Linked DNA regions of Zea mays: all the other regions are linked to region 1. Evidence: chromatin contacts called from public Hi-C data. All regions are on one chromosome and are shown on one strand. The core of a region is the stretch at or near the end of the contact, and the rest is flanking DNA. Distances in the headings are between cores, read along the strand shown. Region 1 holds the start of LOC100191205 (MADS box interactor-like). Region 2 holds the start of LOC100285525 (ZF-HD protein dimerisation region containing protein). Region 3 overlaps LOC103634170 (ubiquitin carboxyl-terminal hydrolase 18). Region 4 holds the start of LOC100284924 (FIP1).

Evidence for each region. A called contact is a pair of places that touch in the nucleus more often than the background predicts.
Region 2: a Hi-C map of tassel shows a contact between it and region 1, with 2.0 times the contacts expected there. The contact joins the promoter of LOC100285525 here to the promoter of LOC100191205 in region 1. A contact is called at or near these places in 4 of 25 Hi-C or Micro-C datasets (ear, endosperm, leaf and 1 more).
Region 3: a contact with region 1 is called in a Hi-C map of ear, with 4 times the contacts expected there. The contact joins the enhancer-like site here to the promoter of LOC100191205 in region 1. A contact is called at or near these places in 4 of 25 Hi-C or Micro-C datasets (ear, leaf, tassel and 1 more).
Region 4: a contact with region 1 is called in a Hi-C map of leaf, with 5 times the contacts expected there. The contact joins the promoter of LOC100284924 here to the promoter of LOC100191205 in region 1. A contact is called at or near these places in 3 of 25 Hi-C or Micro-C datasets (ear, leaf and tassel).

What each region holds. Positions count from the first base shown.
Region 1 is chr7:133,182,599-133,186,311 of Zm-B73-REFERENCE-NAM-5.0, forward strand. It overlaps LOC100191205 (MADS box interactor-like), which reads left to right and starts at 1,793. Exons shown (of 6, transcript NM_001136640.1): 1 at 1,793-2,180; 2 at 3,343-3,433; 3 at 3,610-3,713. The coding sequence starts at 1,902.
Region 2 is chr7:133,397,056-133,400,768 of Zm-B73-REFERENCE-NAM-5.0, forward strand. It overlaps LOC100285525 (ZF-HD protein dimerisation region containing protein), which reads right to left and starts at 1,829. Exons shown (of 1, transcript NM_001158416.2): 1 at 463-1,829. The coding sequence starts at 1,764. The coding sequence ends at 943.
Region 3 is chr7:133,044,281-133,047,993 of Zm-B73-REFERENCE-NAM-5.0, forward strand. LOC103634170 (ubiquitin carboxyl-terminal hydrolase 18) reads right to left here. Exons shown (of 12, transcript XM_020541292.3): 10 at 3,377-3,438; 11 at 2,730-3,268. Among protein-coding and RNA genes, the nearest start is that of LOC100286078, 5.5 kb to the left of the region's middle. Within about 2 kb of position 1,956, at least 19 of the 20 cell types and tissues checked have an H3K27ac peak or open chromatin away from gene starts, as enhancers often do. A contact at or near this core is called in ear, leaf and tassel, where this site is marked.
Region 4 is chr7:133,313,904-133,317,616 of Zm-B73-REFERENCE-NAM-5.0, forward strand. LOC100284924 (FIP1) reads left to right here and starts at 1,942. Exons shown (of 4, transcript NM_001157819.2): 1 at 1,942-2,270; 2 at 2,397-2,498; 3 at 2,612-2,889; 4 at 2,976-3,359. The coding sequence starts at 2,177. The coding sequence ends at 3,164.

The DNA of each region.
Region 1 (3,713 bases), core at 543-3,042:
GTGGAGAGCGAAAGAGGAGAGGTTGTATATATGGGGCTCTCCAAAAGCAGACCGATGGTGAAGTTCTGCATAAAATGTGGTTGAACCGTATAGAAGGCCAGTTATAGAAGGCCAGTTAAATCGATTTCTACTAGAGAGAAACTCGGTTGAACAACCGGTTTGACCGCCACCTCAACCAGCCAAAAACATGGTTGAACCACACCTAGGGACCGGTTCAACCTATTTCTACCAGAGAGTTTCCTAGCCAAAACTAGTTGAACCGCCCCTAGGGACGGTTCAACCACTGTTTACTAGAGAGGTTCCTAGCCAAAACTGGTTGAACCAGTTCAGTCGCTTTGCACCAGAGAGCATCTCAGTCCAGTGAACTATGGGGAGGTCGAACATCACACTTCACACTCCAAATACCAAGTTTCGAAAATCAGTTTTGAAGTAGAGATTTTTTTTTTAGCATAATGCAAACATCATTACCTTCGTGGATTCCTCTAAGTATTATGGCGATTTCTATGACTCAAAAAATATACAATATAATTTTTTGATTGCTTGGAACCACGAGAATCAAATAGAACGTCATTGAAGGGTTGTGTGATTCCACTATGTTATATGCTTCATTTTTCACTCATCATTGTCTATTGTACTCCTTTGGGTCTGGTGATAATTGAGTACACACTTGAAGCACACTTATTAGAATCATTATTTGTTTTGTCATTTGATCACAAAAACCTCAAAAAGGTTAATTGCACTTACACGCTGGGAAGAAGAGGTGAAGATGGCTAATGGTCATAGCCCAAAGTTATCACGATAGCCCAACACTAGATACCATTTTCCGTATGGACATGGATGAAGAAGGAGGTGGGAGAGGTTGAGGAGGATCAAATCTAATAGGTCTGGCCATGGACGACTCCCCTGAACCGAGGGTGGAGGGGGTTCCTATTGGCACCGTCGGGAGGAAAAGAGATGGTCAGCAACCTCCTTGTATTTGAGAATGGGAAAGATAAAAAGGAAACAAAATGAATCAATACGATGAAAAATATAATTTATGATAGTTAGAGATGGTAATGGATCATGATCCAACTATTTTTTCATAATTTATTTGAGACTTTAACTAATTTTAGTTTAAAAATGAATAGATATAGAGCCCGACCTCAAACTGATCCTTAAATTTTATAGTGTAAAATTTAGAGTCTATTACTATCCTTAATGATATTGATGGTTATTTTTTACCAGACATCATGAGAACATACAGAAGAGCCTCTAGTGTAGCAGCCCTAAGCTCCACTAAAATGGTGAATCGGTCCTCCAGGTCCACTGTCTTTGTAAATTCAAATTTAGTGAAACTAGAGCGTTTAGAGCGAAACGAAGTTGAGGAACTGTTTCAAACACATCCAAGATCCAACCATAGCAGCCACAGGTTTAACGTAGCGCGTGGGTGGAAAAGATGCAACATTTTGGGCTGGTTCGGTTTGTGCGGATGATGGAATGTCCAGGCTAGCCGACTGTGTTCGTTAAACTTTATGTTGCACTTAGTTTGGTATGAGTTTGTTTTGGATTCCATACTATTCGCAGTTTGGCGCTGTTGGCCCATGAAGCCTGCTTCAGAAACCCAGAACGGCCTCCCTCAGTCTGGTTGCTTAGTTGGGCGACGGCCCATCTAAACTTCGTCACAACCAACACCGTAACCTTAAGCCGTGTCCCGTGTGCCCGTGTCAAATATCAGCCTCAACCGACAGGTAGGACCCATGACACGGGGCCCACTTAGTTGCTTATGTGAGCAACCCAACGCTATTATTACGCCACGATAACCCAAACAAACCAATCATCCTCTCCGTGTAGGCCGCGGGATTCCGTGTCCCTCTCCAATCCGGCGTAGCCATCGTCGCCGGATACAGGATCCGGTCCCCGCGATGGAGCCCTCACCAACCTCCTCCTCGCCGGCTGTGGCGCGCCGGTTGTCGCCGGAGGTAAGGAGGGTGCCGAAGCGGGCGCTGGAGGAGTTGTTGGAGCAGGTCCAGCGGGCTGTTGAGATGCTGCGCGATGCCGACGCTGATCTCGCCATCTCTCTCTCGGAGGAGACCGCAGCAGCCTCGCCGGAGGCCGAGGACCGCAAGGACGATGTTGGTGTCGATGGAGATGGCATGGCGACGTCGTCGGTTGCGAGTGACTCCGATTACGAGACGACGCAGGTGAGCAGGAGGCGGCTTGATCCCTCACGAGCTCTTCTGGGGATGTTGAGGGTCCCAGGAACCAGGATTTGGATTTCCTAAGTATAAGTTCCAACAGGCGTAACTGAATTGGTAAATTGCGTAATTCAACTGAATTAGCTACAATTTAAGTTTGGCCACTAAAATCTAACTAAAATCTAAGGGCTCGTTAGCTCTACTCCATGATTCTCTAGCTTCAAAAGCTGATTCTCTAAGTAAATCTATTGACTAAAACCGTTTGACAAATAAGATATAAAGTGATTCCAGAGTGGAGGGAGTAGGTTGAGTAGGGTGGGAAACATGTTTTTTGATTCTCACTTTCTAGTACAAAATAAAGAATAGATTCACTCCACTTCTACCATGGAGTCCTACCATAGATGAGTACAGATTTTTACCGATTGACTCTATAAAAGTGATTCTTGTTGGGAACGGAGCTGTGGAGATCTGCCAAACGCACTCTAAAACTAAAGACTTGCTAAATATCTGGGGACCTGAGGTGTATGCGTAGTTCGAAATTACTTCTAATCACTGTTTCTGTGCCGTGGTGAGACTAAAAAGGTATCTGTCGTCAGTCGTCACTGCCTTGTTGGGAGCTCTTGTCCACCTTTGATTATTTTAGGAGAAAAGGAAACATTATGTGTACTTGCATTACTGCCAGTTTGATGCAGATTTACCATTCAGTTGTGATGTTATTAGCACTCACTTTGTTTCAAATTCTAAGTCTTCTGTTGTTTTTTATAGATATGTATCTAGATATAAATATATGTTTAGACGAATCGCAATAGTAAGGTTTGTAGAGAAAACAGAACAACTTACAATTTAAAATGGAGCGAGTAGTCAGTGCCGGGTCCGGAAATAGTGGCACAGAATCAGATATTTGAACGTTCCTGATTGTTGTAAATAAATCTTTTCAAGATGTTGCAAAAACAGTATGTTGTTAGTTTAGGCGAAGTCATGTCTGCAGACTGCAGAGTATCCCTAATATGTATCTCTAGCTTCCTATCTGGAACGTGGGCTGAACGACCTCATGGTCATGGCCCTTATAGAAACCTTTGGAGTGACAAAGTAGAGACATAATTTTCCACATGGTTTGTTGTGTTCTGAAGCTGATCTACAATTAAAATAACTTGCTTTTACCTAGCAGATGTGTGACCTTCTTAAATCTAAGGTTGGATCACTCGAGTTCCTTCAAAAGCTCAATGGTATTCAGAAGTCAGTAGATCAGAATTGTGCAGGTAAGCCTCTGCTGGATGGATGTATTACTACTATAAAAAGTACATGAGAGATGATAAAGAATGAGCGGCTCAATTTACCTTTGTAGTGGATATGAACTCGTATATTTTCCTTTTACTCTATTTTTCTTGAAACAGTAACAACTGTGCTTTGAAAACTTCTTTGTTTTTTGGCACAGTTGAACCTGATACATCATGGGATATAATAAAGTCGGATTTGTGGGAAGATGGTGACTCAGATGATGGATATGTTCTTGTTAAACAGGAAGATGTGGTTGATGGG
Region 2 (3,713 bases), core at 579-3,078, 210 kb after region 1:
TGTACATGCATGATGCATGCGTGTGTCAAAGTAAAAAATGAGGGGAGACTTTACCAAGGGCCATACTATCATTTACGCTCCACTGAGCAAAACCATGGTAAAAGTAACTTGATACACCTCTATAGCGCGTGACTTGGAAGTGTAAAGCAAGTAACTTGCTACACCTCCCGTGCGCTTGAGCAAGAACAGGAACAGGAACAAGCAGTGGAGGACTGGTACGTACGTGCCAACGAGTTTGAGCAGAAGACAAAGCAAAGAGATTAAGAGAGTACTATAGAGAATGGAACAGTGGCCTATATCCTCCTATCTTCTTTAGGCGCGGCATGCGGCATCTGACTAGGAACCGAACCATGAGCAAAATTATCGTCAGCTGAGCTGATCCCAACCACAAAAAATATAAAGAGGGCAGTGCACGAGCACGACATACACACAGAGAGAGAGAGAGAAGTGGCAGAATCCATGCAGCCCCAATCCCCAGATACACTTGTTGGCATCGCAACACCAAGTACATTTGCCATTGAAGAATTATTAACGCCAAGAACAACCAAGCAAACCGGCAAATGGCCCATGCCGCAGGAATTAATTAATAAACAACACCAGCAAGTACGGTTAAATGAGAAGTAAAAAAGAACGGCCTAATAAAGCCAAGCAAGAAAGATCGATCGAGCACCTCGCTACGAGTTACTTACTGCAACTAACCTACTCCGGCCGCCACGGCACGAAGGCGCCGGAGCCGAATGCTAACAAAGAGGATGCAGGTGTACCTACCCGTACCCGGAGGAGAGGCTGGCCACGGCCACCGTCGATCGATCTGCGACTGCGATCAACCGCTGTGTGTGTGTGTGTGATGCATGCGCGCGTGGGCGTGGCTCTTGCGTGTGTACAGTACACGCGTTGGGGTGGGGGTGTCATGGTGTGACGCTGCCTGCTGCTTAGCTACGCCTACGGCTTCTTGCCGAGGGTGTGCTTGTTGTTGTGCATCCACACCTTGAGCACGTGGCGCTTGACGCAGACCTCGTCGCAGAACTGCTGCACGGCGGCCTCGTCGTGCTTCTGGATGCGCCACCCCACGCGCTCCGCGAACGCCAGCATCCTGTCCTTCTGCTCCTGGGTGAACTTGGTGCGGAACCGCTTCTTGCCGGACCCGCCGGAGCCAGAGGGCCCGGCGCCGCCGCCCAGGCCCAGCGGGCCCAGCGCCGACACCGGCCCGGCGGCCGCCATCCCCCCGGAGAGGTAGTCGTCGCCGTCGTCGCGCCAGCTGTGGGACGTGGACGGCAGCGCCAGCGGCCGCGGCGTGTGGTGGCCCGCGGCGGCCATGTGGATCGGCTGCTGCTGCTGGTGATGGTGGTGGAAGTACGACCCGGCCGGGGTGCGGTAGTACGGGGAGAAGTGGTGGTGGTGCGGCGTGGCGGCGCCGCCTCCGTAGGCGACCAGCGCGGCGGGGGAGCCCTCCGGGGACTCCTTGCGGTGGAAGTTGCGGTGGCAGCCGCACGCGGCGCAGCGGAGCGCGTCGAGCGTGCCCTCCTCGCCGGCCGGCATGAACTCGCCGCACCCGTCCACGGCGTGGCCCCCGATGCCGACCGCGTGGTTCTTGAGGCACTCGCGGTACCGCCCGCCCGGGGCCTTGGCGCGCTCGCCGGGCGGCTTGGGCGGCGCCGGTGCACCAAACCCGCCGGCTGCCAGAGGCGGGGCGTCGTAGCTGGAGCTCACCGGCATCGGCGCCATCTCCTCCTCGTCGCCGTCGTCGTGGTCGTCGAAGTCCATCGCCGTCGATCGGCAGGTGTTTCTTGTGCCCCTGTGGCCTGTGTGTAGCTAAGCTAGTGTGCTCTGGAGTGGAGCTATGGCAGGCGAAGCTAAGAGGGGCTTAGCAGGGTTAAGAGCGGGATGAAGAGATAAGAGAGACGTGGGACTGGAGGGGGTGTGGGCTGCCTGCCAGTTTTGACGCGCGCCGCTGCGCTGCACCTGCAGGAAGGCTGCAAAGCCGCTGCCGTAGCTGCTGCTGTCTCTTGCGATGGTTTAACCCAACCCTGGCCTCTCTTTCGTCGATTCGACCACGGTGAGATTAGGTGAAGCTGTCTCTTGCGATGGTTTAACCCAACCCTGGCCTCTCTTTCGTCGATTCGACCACGGTGAGATTAGGTGTGAAGCTGCTCTTCCGCCGGTCGCGCTCATGCCTGTCCCTCTCCCTGCTGCTCTTTTCAAGTGGTTTGCCTCCAACGCCTTTTAAATTGCGGTTTAGAATATGTGATCGTGACACCCGGTCTTTCTTTTCTCTCGCGCCTTTTCGCTCGAATCTAGCTAGCTATGTGTGTGCCAACACTTCTCTGTCTTAACCAAGACAATTTGCGGTCAAATAAATCCACATGCTCTACTTCGGTGTCTGGATCATGGGCATACTTGACCTGCAACTGTACACAAATAATCGTATTTGGCTCCTTAGGCCCAGCTGCTAGCCGCTGCCGTCCGTGCAGGCATGCGCACAGAGCACGGAGGTGTAGCAACGTCATCAAACCCGTGCTGCTTCCAGATCGCGTCATCACAGTCACGGTACAAAATTGTGAGTGCCTTTCCGTTTGGTAAGTGGGCATCGATCGATTCCCGACTAGCTAAGCGCTTTTCATATTAGCTACGAACGATTCATGCGATATGATTGCGCCCCCCCCCCCCCCCCCCCCCCCCCCCCCCCCCATGCTCTCTGTGATCAGATCAAATATAGGCATCAAGTCGTGCTGATCGGCTGTGTTTCCAGTTGAAGTGATGTAAGCAGCATGCATTAGTCTTTTCCACTGCATCGCCCTGTGGGACATGTGACAGTACATCATATATAGTATTATATTGTCATGTATATAAAAGCAGCAGCCAAAGCTAGATTCAGTTACTAAAATAGAATACGTCGCCAGCGGAAGTGTTTATATACTACTATTACATACCACAGGAGTACTCTTTGCAGTGCAATATGGCTTTTTTTACGACTTGTGTCTGGCTTCGACTCCACCTGCTAGTACAAAAGTTCTTAAACCAACCTCAAGTCATTTCTAATTTATTTTCGATAAAGTGAATTAAAACATTTTTTCCCTCCGTCCTATATAGGATGTTTTAAAATCTCTTAAACCAACCTCAGCGGTGGATTCACGAGATCGAGTTTCGTAAGTACTGATGAAGAGAGATATAATAAAAGTTCTACAGAACTGATGAAATGAATTTTTAAGAGAATAAAACTTGCAATATTTTTACTACGTTGTAGTTTGAGAAATAGTAACATAAAACTTCCACTGAAATAAACTGGCAGTACCGAGTGCAATGAAGAGTCAAAAGACAAAAAAAAAAGAATCGTGGATATGCATCACTACTAAGTAACTAATATTATTCACTGCTAGCTGCTTTGTTCCTACAACCGACGGTTATAAAGTGAACCAGCAGTGACTAGCTTTATAATATTGATATTTTTTTTATTTTGAAGTTATTTTCGTACCGAAATTTTTGATTCATAAGATTATCGAGTTAATGTAACGGGCCCATATATATATTCTATAGTCACAAATAAGTGTGTAGTGTTAGTAAAAAAACTTGGATGGAAAAGTGACCAAAACAAAAACTATAAATCTTGAAAAGTTATAGATATAAGTTTTCTTTATTTTGAAATCATTTTAATTCCGAAATATTCGGTTCAGACGATTTATTGAGTTACCACATGAATATAATCCATATCCTCT
Region 3 (3,713 bases), core at 706-3,205, 140 kb before region 1:
AAAAAGTATCTTCCTATGAAGTATTTGCAATATTAATTTGGGCAACATTATCTAAAAACAAATTATTGCACCAAGGAAAAATCCTTTTCAAAATTATATTTATAGCTTTCAATATTGTTTTCTACAAAGTGAAATCATTTTTGACGTACATGGCTAATCATGAATTCAGTATTAATAAAATTCAATCAAAGTTCAGCTAGGTTGATTCCATGGATACTAAATGACACATGCTTTTGATATATATGAGCTTTTCCTCACCAAGCCATTGCAAAGATGAAACCTAACATCATTGATTGTTGAATATCACTTCCCTAAATGATAATTATGGCATGTGAGCATTTTAAGAACCTAAATCTCCATCACTAGCATATGAAAACTAGTTATTAAAAATGTGTTATTCGATTTCATCTATGTATGTTTAAAAACATTTTTCTAGCATGTTGCAATGCAAAAGGCTTTTGAAAGCTACATTAGTTAACATAAAAATTGCATGCCAAACCTAGAAAATCCAATTTGTTGAATCATGTGTGAATGACACTGAATAGTTTTGCATTTAAAATATAGAGGGCTTTGTCATAATCGCACATAACACAAAACAAGAGCACTAAGTGTACAATGTGATCAGTGTTGTCATAGACTCATAACCATGACAGTTGTCGATATAATTGAATAATACCATTTTAATTTTATTTTAGGGTGAAACAATGTCAAATTATTTTTTCTTTACTTTCTATCTAAATGTAAAAATACCTTTATATTATTTAAAAAGTTCTATGTTGATAGGTTTTGAGATGTAGCAAAAATGTTGACAACTTTAGAGTTTGAGATGCTCACCTAGTACATGTGCAATTGTGCATTATTAAACAAATTTGAGGATGTAAATGCAACATCCATTCAAATTTTGGCAGCTCAAAAAAAAGGTATCTAGACATGCAAGTTACATGAATTTGGTTGGGAAATTTGAAAAATTAAGGGTATGTTTGGAACTAAATTATTTTGTAGTTTATAGGCAATACTATGGTTTATAGGAGTAATAGAGTATTTTTTTTTGTCATAATGTGTTTGCATGTATTTCTAAAAACCATGTTTTTAAAAACCATGATATACTAGATAGTAGATACTATAGTATTTTTTTGTAGAGTATTGAAAACTCTATTCTAACCCAAAGTTTTCGTTGACATGACTAGCTTTTGCCTAAATACCATGGTTTACAATGTTGTATCCAAACAATAGATATTATTTTAGAGCTGGCCAAAATTATAGTATTACTATAATAATTATAAAGTTATAATAATACCATGTTTTAAGAAACATTATTACCAAACAAACCCCCATGTTTTGTGCGGTTGTAGATGCATGACTACTACACACCAGGGCTCAACTCTTATGCCTACGTTTTGAAAAAAAAATAGTTGTGTGCATTCCTGGTAAGTACAGAGAGGCCACAAGTACGACAATAAAAAAAAAGAAACACTCTTGTCTTTTTTAAAAATAAGCTTTAGTTTTTAGAAACGTTTTGAAGGTTTTATATTTTAAATAAAAAATAGACAGATGTTAGAGCACATGTTTAGAGATCTAAATGCTTAACCTAAACAAATGTTAGGAACTGACATCTTAAAAGGCGTCATGCATCATGTATGGAACTGTCAGCTTAAATGTTGAAATACTTGACCTTACGCTGATCGCAAAAAAAGGCCCTAACGTGTTAGAGCATAGATTTGCCTACAGCATGTACAAGAATAAGGAAAGAGATGCACGTTAGAGCTTTGAAGTGACATGCATGCAAATGAAACGAAACGAAACGCCTTCCTCAGACTCCAGCCAGCTTTAGTCAGGCTGAGAAGTGAGTGCCATGCATGCAATGCAAACGCAACGAAAAGCCTTCTTCACAGACTCCGGCCTGCTTCAGTCGGGCTGAACAGGCCGTATGCTGTATGCAGTCAGGCCAGCTAGTGAAAGATTTCACTGATGGGCCGACCGTGATTGTCCCCGTCCTTGTAGGTTTATTGATACATACTGACCTGACTTAAACTAACGAAGATCACGGCGGGAGCAGAGCGATACGAGTTTCTTTGGGGGTGATTAATCAGTCAGTATCTAGTGCAAATCCCCCGAGCCTGCAACGTCGTGCAAAATACTGACTCCTTTCTTTTGCCCAAATTTCAAGAAATGAAGTAGCCAGATAGTGGTCAGCATGTTCAGTGCCTTCCAAATGTGTCTAGCCCAACCGCTTACAACACGACAGAAAGAAAAGCCGACAGTGACAAAAAAGCACACTTCGGCATTTTGGCATGGTTCTTTGAATTTATCTTTTCTTTCTCCCGGTCTGCACAAAGGTCAGACCATCACACTCGGTGAAGACGTTTAGATGATCGAACACTACTGCTTCTCTTTTTCTTAAAACCATTTTGGAAAAAAAAAACAACAAATTTGCCCGACCTTGACACTTGACAGGTTAGAGTAGTTTGCTACAGACGCCAATCGAACTCCCTATATGAACCAATCCCCCATCCCCCTCCTCTTTTTTTTTTCAATTGCAATGGCGTAATCATACATGATGAATAATTAATCTCTCTACGAACCCAAGCCCGAGCCCAAGCCCCCTTGTATCCTCTCCCTAATCGACCTTATATAAAAAAACGCCCGCCCTGTACTCCTCCGCTGCTGTGTTAATTTACAGCTACTACCGAAACTACGGTTACGACGACTACTACTGCCCTGATATTTACCTTGATCGGCGTAAGAGAAGGATGGGGTCTCCCAACCGCCTACGGGAGCCCCTCCGCCAGCCTGATACCCTCCCTGGTACTGCCGCGCAAACTTACCTGCCTCATCCATGTCATGACCCGAAGAGCTAGGGTTCCAGCTAGACCCTTGCCGCAAGTAACTCTGATTGTCTCCCTCGGGCACAACCGCTGAGCTTACCACCGGGCACATATAGCCCGAGGTTCCAAAAATGCGGTCATACTCCATGCTGGATTTCCCGGCACTGTCAGTGCTGTCGCTGCTGAAAGTGCAGCTTGACCCTGCATCAGAGCTGCTGAACAGCGAGGAGCTGTTGCTTCCGCTAAAGCAGGGTGCTACCGGGTACGATGACGTGTCAGATGTACCCAATGTGTATGTAAGGTTGTGGACCGCATCGTCCTTAGACAGTTGCCCACCTTGGTGCCTGCTCCGGTACCTGCCTCCTCCCGAAGGGAATGATCCTGAACGTGCCATCTGCTTGGGTTTCTTAGCGCGTGCAGAGGTTGGGGCACGCGGTGAACATCTGTTTGAATTATAGTTAAGACGACATCATTTAAGACAGTCAACAGAATCAATATAACGACATGCAGGACAACAAAGCTGACGTAACTGAGAGCAACACAGTATTTACCTTGCATAGAGCAGCATGTATGCACATCTTGACAGGACTTTTTGGACAGACACAGGTTTCACCTACAGACATCATTGAAGGCTATTGAGCTGGAAACATTAGTTCAAGTGGCACATGGCTTATCGTTCTTACATCACCAAATGATTGTATCCATACAAGTAGCCTTTTTCCATAAAAAATGAACCAAAATTTATCAGGATTCCAATGGAAGGTTCCTTCGATGATTAGCAAAAATCCAATTGCATGCAAGGGAATTATTGAATGGAAAAAAAATGATAGATGCTATAACATTGTACCATTTTAAATTCTACCAGTATGCAATACAATGTTACTAGGC
Region 4 (3,713 bases), core at 692-3,191, 130 kb after region 1:
CTATGCCAATGCTAATCTTCGAGTGATTTTTACCACTTGGATCTCTACACCTAAAGGATTAGAGTAACAACTATCTTGCTATGTTTCTCACGTCCTACTCTTGAGAAATAACCGGCTGGGTGGTATTTAGCCTCCCCACTCAATTAGAGTTATTGGAACTTAGCAGACTTTGCTGTGCAGCATCAGACATATTAGGTGGCACGATGGACTTGTTTAGTAAGTTTCACGTTAGCTAGCCATTGTCAACCGTTGAGCCCTGGGTATCAGGTGCGTTTACCTGTGTGACACCGGACTTGTCCGACGAGTTATAGCCGGCTCGATTGCATATCTGAGTATCGTATCCGATGTGGGATTAGGTGTGAGATCTGGTGCATCACTGTATATTTGATAGCATGGTTGCAGTTGCATTGTTGCAGTCTTGCCTAGTTGCATGCTTGCATTGTGTTTTTAGAACGTTGACTTTTTGTGATTGTGGTTACTTGCTGCTAGCCTTAGTGCAAATATGTAATGCTTAGTGAAAATTTTATACGTCAATACCTGATGGACAAAGAGTTGATAGATTGATTTACAATGTTGTTAGATGTACTTTTGGTGTAGCTCGTGAGCCAATCGAGCTGGTTCAAGTTACCTAAGGAGCCGAGCCTGGCAAGTCTTCTAGCTCATTGTTATATCGAGCCGAATTGTAGTGCTAACTCGTTATAATATCGAGCCAGGCCATCTTGACATCTGTGCCCCAAATGAAAGTACAAACTTCGAAATCATAATCTTCTATGACCCACTCCCTCTGTCCACATGAATTAGTCGTTTTAGATTTATACTAAGTAAATTATCATCAACTTTGACCGATTTATATCATATGTTTTATAAGATTTTTTAACATAAATTTGAAGTTACTAGATTTATCCTGACTTGAACTACTATAATATGTAATTGGACGGAGTGAGTAGGTGTTTTAGTGTTTAGCTAAGCGTATCTAAGTTCCTGTTTGAGGCTATTTAATTCTAACAGCTCTTTCCATCAGCACCAGATGCAAGCTGGCTGTTAAAGGGGACGAATGTCTAAACACACACGGCTGTGGAGGCTGATCAGAAGTTCAGAACTAAGGGAGTGTTTGAATGCACTAGAGATAATAGTTAGCTGTTAAAATTAGCTGACGACATCTAAACAGTCTAGCTAATAGTTCAACTAATAGCTATTTTTAGTAAATTAGCTAATAGTTTGCTAAATATTTGTTAGCTAGCTAATTTTACTAGAAATTTTTTAGCCAATAACTATTAGCTCTAGTGCATTCAAACACCCTCTAAATAAATGCAGCTTTGGAGTTGTGAATAGAGTTTGGGCCGGAAGATAGATGCCGTGCCGTGAGTGGGTGTGTTGTGTGGCCCAGTGAACGGTGCTGTAAGTTGTAACTACCTGAATACGCTGAACTCTGAAGCTTTAATTCATGCTAAGCCTTCCACTACAATATATCTTCCGTCCAGGCAGCTCGTAACAGTTAAATTGAGTATCGAAATAACGTGACATCGTCTATGTACGCGTAATTTTGTGCCTGAAAACAACACCAGCGCAGCGCGCACGCATGGCACCGAAACGGTGGCTTCGTCCCTTCCTCGACCTGGAACTTGGCCAAAGTCGCCTAGCGTGACGCGGACAAAGGGACCGGTGGCGCTGTCCGCTCTCCGCAACGTTGCGTTCATCTCGACCGGCGCCGACCCCTTTTTTATACAAGGAGCCGTGCCGTGTCCGGCCGGGGCCGCTGCAGCTAGCTGGAGCTGCGCCCGCGTCACGTGGCATCGTCCGCTATGGGTTGCCGACTCCGACACGCCGTCCCACCCAACCCGATCGCACGGATACAGGAGTCGGTGCAACTGAAACGGTGCGGAGACTGGCGGGTAGGGTAGGTGCCTCGTCGGCTCGTCGCCGTCGCGATCAGCAATTAGTGGAGTGGAGTAGTATGCCTGACCAACGCGACTGGTCGACTGCTAGCCCGTAGCTGCGCTGTTGGCCTGTTGCCATGCCATATCCGTCGAGCTGAAGCCTGAAGCAACCACCATTTCGATACGCGCGAGGGAACGGGGCCGGCCGGCCGGCCGGGGATCGGAACTGAAGTGTGGGCACACAAGAGTCACAACAGGGGGAGTGGGGGACATTCCAATCAGTTCCCTGCGTGTGAGCGATGCAGCGGGACGCGAGAAGCTGGTCGCCGGCGCCGGCCACGGACGCCGCCGGCCCTTACGCGATGCCTTCGCCCGTGCAGCCGTCGACCAAGAGTCCGTGCGCGGTGGCGGTGCCACAAGTCACCTGAACTATATGTATTCTTCCCTGCTGCCCGACGCTTATCCCTGACGTTTCTTTTTTTTCTCTCTCTCTCGATCGGTTGTTCCGCGCGCGCGCAGGCACGAAGGAGACGGTGAAGAATGCGCTGTCGCGGTGGGGGCGGAAGGTCGGGGAGGCGACCAGGAAGGCCGAGGGCCTGTCGCGCAACACATGGCAGCACTGTGGGCGACTCTGCTCTGTTCATCAACTCTCTCTAACTATATACACCATCGCCGATCAGACTGGTGTAAGCTTTGTGATTTGTGGAACTGATCGCAACTGATTTCCTGGGCAGTGAGGACGGCGCCGAGCATCGCGGAGGCCGCGGTGGGGAGGATCGCGCAGGGGACCAAGGTGCTGGCGGAGGGCGGCCACGACAGGATATTCCGCCAGGCCTTCAGCGCCCCGCCCGACGAGCAGCTGCGCAAGTCCTACGCTTGCTACCTCTCCACGGCCGCCGGCCCGGTGATGGGCGTCCTGTACCTGTCCACGGCCAGGGTCGCCTTCTGCAGCGACAGCCCGCTGTCCTACGAGGCTTCCGGCGGCGACAGAACGGAGTGGACCCACTACAAGGTAAGCGAGAACCCACTCTCAACACATCACAGCCCCCACCCACGCGCGCTCCCGTGTGCTGCAAAGTCGAGCTGACGACGCCGCAGGTGGCGATTCCTCTTCAACGGCTGCGGGCGGCGAGCCCGTCGGCCAACAAGACCAAGCCCGCGGAGAAGTTCATCCAGCTGGTGTCGGTGGACAGTCACGAGTTCTGGTTCATGGGCTTCGTCAACTACGACGGCGCGGTTGCGCACCTGCAGGAAGCGCTGAGCGGGTTCCGCAACCTGCAGGCGTGACATGGAGGACCTCAATGCAATGGACAGTGTTGTCTTGTACGTGCTCGCCAGAACTGATTGATCGAACAGAGCGATTGTGTACCCGCTCTCTGTGTGTGTTGCGGTGCTAGTGTTTGCATCGTGTTGTGCGTGTGCGGATTTGTATGACATTTTTTTGATTTGGTTGCCATTGTCAGCGAGAGAACAGTCCAATCATTTTATTCAGATTTCAGAGAAGACCATGGTTATCCATGGCGATGGCTTTGATGATCACCTGCAACATCATCAACACATCTATTTTAGACGCTCTTTTGTGTTGGATTTGATCTCAAACTTATATAGGGCATTAATAAATATAATTACTACTAGATTTCATATGTGTGCATCAGTACCACCACTCATCACTAGACTTTTTTAGGTCATGCTAACAATCCATTTCCTCATTTCTAGTATGACCAAAAGAAAAGATCATGTAGCTAATCTATGTCTTCATTAACTTTATCAACACTTAGAACCAGCTAATTAATCCTTAATCTTTCTGCTCATCCTTTGAAGACAAAAAATGAATAC